Regions from separate parts of the Pan troglodytes genome. Here region 2 is linked to region 1. A link is a contact called in public capture Hi-C data. All regions are on one chromosome and are shown on one strand. The core of a region is the stretch at or near the end of the contact, and the rest is flanking DNA. Distances in the headings are between cores, read along the strand shown. Region 1 has its middle 170 kb from the start of EEPD1. Region 2 overlaps EEPD1 (endonuclease/exonuclease/phosphatase family domain containing 1).

Region 1 (3,156 bases), core at 452-2,951:
GAAACGCCGCTGTGATCACATCGTTCATCACTCACTGCTGACCACCTGACAGTTTTCCAGGACCAAGCCTCCTGCACTGTGTGATTCTGGGAACATCTCCTCTGGCTCACAAGGTCTGAAAAGCAAACCAGTCAGCTATGGTATGGAAAACAGTTTTTACTGCCAGAGTTCTTCCCAGCAGGTTCTTATGTGACTTGTTTGTGCTTCAGCTTGGCCCTAATCAGTTCATGTTCTGGGCAAAGGCACTCGCTAAATATTATTTCAGCAGATGTAACATTTACATTTTCCAATGTCAATAAGAAGGCCTCAAAAGCAGGATTTTTTGTAGGGGCAAAATATTACATTGTCTGATTAGATCATAATAGATGTAACCAGTTCCTCCAAAAAGAGACTGGAATCTCTTTGATGGCCACAAGTACTGAGTTCTTACTGTACTTCCTTGGATAAGGCTGTGTGTCACCAGCAATGGTGGCCAGCACTAAAGCTATCCTCCATCTTTCCAACAAGGACAATTCACAGACAAGCCCCATCACTTAAAGACATGGCCAGGGCTGCCCAGGGTGAGGTCTGGCCCTCAATTCTGGTTCTTCTATAAAATTCACAAAGCCTGATAGTGTTTGGCCACAGAAAAAGAGAGAGTTTTCCCAGTGGGACATGTTAGGGTTGAACACTTTAAAGAGAACAATTTACTTCTAATATCAATTCTGAAGGAAAGCAGTAAGGAAATTCCTGTCAGACCTAGGCTGTTTGTATTTACAGGAACCTACGCGATTGCCAGGCGACCCATACAAATCCATCCAGGTGCCAGGGTGTGAATCAACACTGGTAACTCAACATGGACAGAAGGGCAGACACAGGCCTGGAAATCGCTCCATGTGCCTAACAAATTCCCCACAGCCTCATGGCATTTCTTGTAGGTTTCATGGCATCTGGACAGACCCTCTGGGGCTTCTGCCCACCATTTTTGCCTGGCTGTCACCTCTGTGGGCCACCTCTGCACAGAAATGTGCTTGTCATCCTCCCAGCGTCGGAACACTATCATCACTGACAGGGCACGTGACCCCTCTTCTGGCTTTTTTTTTTGCTTATGATTCCTTTTGCTCCCATACCCATCTCCTCACCAGTATGTTTGAGATGTATCCCTGGATGTGTGCCTCCTCATGGCTGCCTGGTGTCACTGTGTGTATATTTTATATTTGCATTTTACTCGGCTTTAGTCCTGGCTCGTTCTACTTCTTACTTGCTGCTGCTGCTGCTGCTGCTGTTGTGTGTGTGTGTGTGTGTGTGTGTGTGTAGTTTGTGACTCCTCAGGCCTCTGCCCATTTTATATCAAGAACATCAAAACCACAATATGAAAATCACTTGGGCAGTTTTGTCTGGCACTGACTTGCTGAGATCCCAAGACCTAGGCCAGTGTTATCCATGTTCTTCCCAAGGGGCCAGTCACGTCAAATGTGTTGTCCTCTGGTTTATTTTGAACGGATTCCTTCTCCTACCCACTAAGACTGGCACGTATTTAAAATCAGGCACATGAGGACTCCTCCTATGGATTCCACAAGAACCTTGGGTGGGGGCTGAGGTTATGCAGCCCTGAAAAGTTCCTCCAGTGGTCCAGATCTGGGGTCCCAGATCAGGGCAGCTCCCCACATCTGGCAGGAAAGTTGCACGCCACCTGGGCAGCTCTGCAGCCTCACCCACAGCACTCACTCCTGGGCCTCCCCTCTGCATCTGGCAGGGCAGTGCCAAGGAGAAGGGCTCCAGGCCACCCCCGCCCTCCCCAATGGGCCTGCGCAGGCCCCACAGTATGCAACAGCTGACCTCTCCTCAGAGGCCATGCCGAAGGGAAGGCTGGCTCTCTCCAGTCCTCAGGAGACAGATGACAGCCTCAGGCCACCACCCCTTTTCAAGTCTCCACAACACAAGGCATCCATTCTGCCTCTTTTTGCCATGACAGGGCATCAGCCTTAAAACCACAAGGCCATCTTCATTCCTACTTTTGGCTATAAGTGGGGCTGGAACAGGGGTCAAGACCTTGAACAGGAAAGTCTGGCTCTTTTCTTGGAAGAAGGAAAATACCTTTCATTTTTCCCTAATAAACCACAAACCCACTCTTTTGCCCCCACCCAACAAGGATTACCAGAAGCACTTAAACAAAGACCCCTGAACTAAACAACCAAAATTTCACAGTCGTTCACCCAGCAACCTGCCACACTAACATTTATTGAGCTTCTACTGCATCCTACATGCTCTGCTAGGCGCTTGGTAGATATAATCTCATTTTATCTTCACCACAATGCCGTGAGGTATAGACAATCAACTGTGTTCTCCAAATAAGAAATTTGACTCTTAAAAAAACAAGTTAGGGAACTTTCTCAGGATCGAGTGAGAACTGGCACCTACCTGATGCACATGGTTGAGATTCATATGAATTATCTGGGCGGAATAGACTTTTAGAACCTGATGCCCTATTAGAAAGTCGCGTCCACCTGCAAAGTCTTCCTCTCTGTAAGCAAGTATGGCCTCACAGGATTATTCCAGCATGCATTGCCTGCCCCTCCCAGGGGATGTGCTCAAAACCTGGCTCTGGGAATTCATCCTGTGGTTGTCTTGTCCTATGCTGGCCTCACTGCCTTCCTCAGACTGGGCAGACCCAAGCTCTTTCAGAAAATGTTGTCAGGTTGGCCACGCAGAAATTCATATCCTTCTTCTCCCTCCTCTCACTTTGAGGGATTGTTGCTTTTTAGCGATAGAACCTTCTAGTAAAGGCAAGGCCCTAGCAGTGGACATTCAGCAGTGGATAGCCACAGACTGTCCCCCACCCCTGCACTTGAGAGGCTCCCAGGTGCTGCTGAGGTCTCCTGCAGGCCAGGTTTCATGACTTTGACTCTCTGCAGGTCTCACTTCTTTTGAGGACAAACTAGCTAGTGACTGTTCCGGGCCATCTGTGGCCATGGAAGCCAGAGCATCACGCATCTGCTGCATCTTTCCATCTATGGAAAATTAATTCCAAAAAACAGACTTTTTTTTTTTAAGACCGAGTCTCACTCTATCGCCCAGGCTGGAATGCAGTGGCACAATCCTGGCTCACTGCAACCTCCGCCTCCTGGGTTCAAGAGATTCTCGTGCCTCAACCTCCTGGGTAGCTGGGATTACAGG
Region 2 (2,971 bases), core at 51-2,550, 300 kb before region 1:
GGGATCACCTGAGGTCAGGAGTTTGAGACCAGCCTGGCCGACATAGTGAAACCCCACCTCTACTAAAGATGCAAAAATCAGCCAGGCATAGTGGTGGGCGCCTGTAATCCCAGTTACTTGGGAGGCTGAGGCAGGAGAATCGCTTGAACCCGGGAGACAGAGGTTGCAGTGAGCCAACATGGCTCCACTGCACTCCAGCCTCGGCTGGAGTGAGACTCTGTCAAAGAAGAAAAGAAAGAAGAGAAAGAGAAAAAGAGAAAAAGAGAGAAAGAGAGAGAGAGAGAAAGACAAGGAGGGAGGGAGGGAGAGACAGAGAGAGAGAAAGAAAAAGAGAGAAAAAGAAAGAAAGAAAGAAAGAAAACAGTGGTTCTCGGCCCCGGTTCTAAGAGAAAACAGCTGGATGACTCTGAGTGTGGAATTTGAAGTTTGTCACTTCCCAGCTTCGTGACCTTGGGCAAGCCTTTTAGTCTATAAAAGGGAAAGAACAAGCCATTTCCTCCCAGGTTGGTGTCAGGATTAGAGGAGCCACCAGAAGCGCCTGGCACGGGGCACTCACATGTAGCGTGTGCCCCCTTCCTGATCAGTTTCCTGATACAGCTTCACAGGTTTGTCAGGGAGAGACACACAGTGGAAGTTAAATATGTGTGCATAAGAACTACAAAGTGATTTCAGGGCCAAGGGGGAAAGGTTTTCTCCTAAAGCATTTTAGACATTTCTCCCACAGTCTGATTTACCCTAGAGGAAGTGGGATAGTTATGAAGTATTTTCCAAGCAAAGCGAGTAGAAATCCTGAAAGAACACTCGCCCCCCAGCTGGGCTCTGCGGGATTCCCCTGGGCTCTGCTTGACCCTTGTTGTCCCACAGCAGGAGGTGGCATTTCTGCCACACCTTGTGAAGGAGGCTTTAGGGAAAGCAGTTCATAAACGAAGTCATAAATGTATCCAAGACACTTGGCAAATCTTTTTTGCCTGGCCACGGGTGTGCTTCCGTAATAACAACTGCAGGGAAAGGAATCTGAAGGGAAGCCACTCAGGCCACCACCAGAGGGCGCATGTGCATTGCAGATGGCGCCCTCCTGCAGGAGGAGTGAGGACAATGGGTGGGATGGAAGGAAGCCTCTCCTGCAGGGCCACCCACACCATGGAGAAATCAGTGCCAGCTTGAATAATAGTCATGGCACTGTGCTGACCACTTCCTCGATAGCACCGCACTTAACAGCCACGACCCATGGGGCAGGTGCTGTTACCATCTCCCTTCTGCAGGTACGAAACAGGCTCCCAGAGGTGGGAAGGTTTGTCCAAAGTCACCAGGCCAGGCCTCAAATCCAGGGCTCACCACAAAGGGCTAGGATGGAAGACCACACGGAAGTGGCTGCTGTCCACTGCGACACCAAGTGCATCAGCAGGCACTCAATAAATATGTGAGCAACAGACAAGCGGAACCACAAATGTCCCAGAATTAGGGTGCAGTTTGATTTGGAAAGGAACAAAGAGAAAGATGCTACATTCATTGAATATCAAAGAAAACAAAGTTCCCATATAATGAGGGAGGTTTTCGTTGGGATGCAGGCCTGCAAAGGTCTGGGCTGAAAAAGACAATTCTAAAGCCAGGAGAGACGCTGGTGTCAAGGGTGAATAGAGCCAGCTCTGTGTAGCTTCAGGAGTGACAACGGTTCCCTTTTTGAATGAGCACATCGGATTTCTTACAACTCATGTTCTTCCGATTGAATCCGCGTCGGTGATGACATCAAGGCAGTTGTTGCTTCTGAGAATCCACAGGTAGATGCGCAGGAGCCTGAGTTATCTTCCTAAAAAGCCACCCACCTGGGCTGGACTCCTTTGTCGCTTCCTTGATTCCCAGCAGTGAGGGGAGAATGCTTTGGGCTGACTTCCTCAGAGAGTCTCTAGATTTATAAAACGCCAGTGACAACTACAGGAACCAGTCCCCACTGAGGGACCATCTGCCAAGATGTCAAGAGTTCCTACACACCCTGTTTCACTCTTGCTCAGTTCACAGAGGGAGACCCTGTCCCCAAGTCCTGGTGAGGTCTGAGAGAAGAAGGTTCCACTAGGGGACTGGCATATCCCCACTGACGTCAGCCTGCATGCACGTTCCAGACAAAGGCAGAAAGGCCCAGAGCTTGCTAACCACATCGGTTCTGTTTGCTCTGATAGAAGCTGTGGAATGAAGGCTTTGTCTTTGCTTTAGCTGAACCCCTCTGCTGACTTGTCTACCCTTGTTAGACCTGGGCAGGCTGAACCGCTTCCTGAACCCCTGGGTCTGGAGTGTCACCAGTTAACAATTAATTGGGTACTAGTTACAAGCAGGGGACACAGGCAGCATGAGTCACTGTCCCTACTCGGACGAGTCAAGGCCAAGCCAGGCTGTGGGTCAATAGTACCTTGGCAATTTGGAACATAACCTGCCCAAGGTTTTCTGCCAAAATCCTGACTACTCCCTGGATACCAGGGGTGGGGTGGGGGGATGGTGACTGCCTAAGGCTGTCAAAGAAGTTATAAGCTGGCATCTTTCCTTTCTGCTTCCACATAAAGTTTGAGATCAAGAACAACAGTAATGTCCACAGATGTGACAAGCTATCAAGTCGTCCATTTTACAGATCAGAGTCTAACTATAGGTGGACAATTTCCCACACAGCTGCTTCTTGGATAGAGCATCTTCTGACTGTTTTTAGCCTGAGGACTCATCCTTAAAGTAGAACGTTGGTCACGGCATATCCTGGTTCAAAAGAAAAGCTGCTGCACATCAATGTTCACAGCAGCGTTGTCACAATAGGACAAAGGTGGAAGCTACCCAAGTGTCTATCAGAAGATGAATGGATAAGCAACAAACTATGGTGGATGGATGCACAGTGGGATATTACTCAGCCTCAAAAAGTGAGGAAATTCTGGCCAGGCGCCGTGGCTCACACCTGTAATCCCAGCACTTTGGGAGGCCCAGGCAGGCAGATCAC

Evidence for each region. Capture Hi-C pulls out chosen DNA fragments and counts their contacts.
Region 2: a capture Hi-C map of stem cell-derived neural stem cells shows a contact between it and region 1, with 4 times the contacts expected there. The contact joins two enhancer-like sites. A contact is called at or near these places in 5 of 7 Hi-C or Micro-C datasets (blood, induced pluripotent stem cells, a lymphoblastoid cell line and 1 more) and 1 of 1 other capture datasets (stem cell-derived neural stem cells).

The regions. Positions count from the first base shown.
Region 1 is chr6:41,763,511-41,766,666 of NHGRI_mPanTro3-v2.0_pri, reverse strand. No RefSeq gene overlaps it. Among named protein-coding and RNA genes, the nearest start is that of EEPD1, 170 kb to the left of the region's middle. Within about 2 kb of position 1,701, at least 2 of the 24 cell types and tissues checked have an H3K27ac peak or open chromatin away from gene starts, as enhancers often do. A contact at or near this core is called in stem cell-derived neural stem cells, where this site is marked.
Region 2 is chr6:42,061,005-42,063,975 of NHGRI_mPanTro3-v2.0_pri, reverse strand. The region is part of intron 6 of EEPD1 (endonuclease/exonuclease/phosphatase family domain containing 1); the gene reads right to left. Among named protein-coding and RNA genes, the nearest start is that of ANLN, 98 kb to the left of the region's middle. Within about 2 kb of position 1,300, at least 8 of the 24 cell types and tissues checked have an H3K27ac peak or open chromatin away from gene starts, as enhancers often do. A contact at or near this core is called in stem cell-derived neural stem cells, where this site is marked.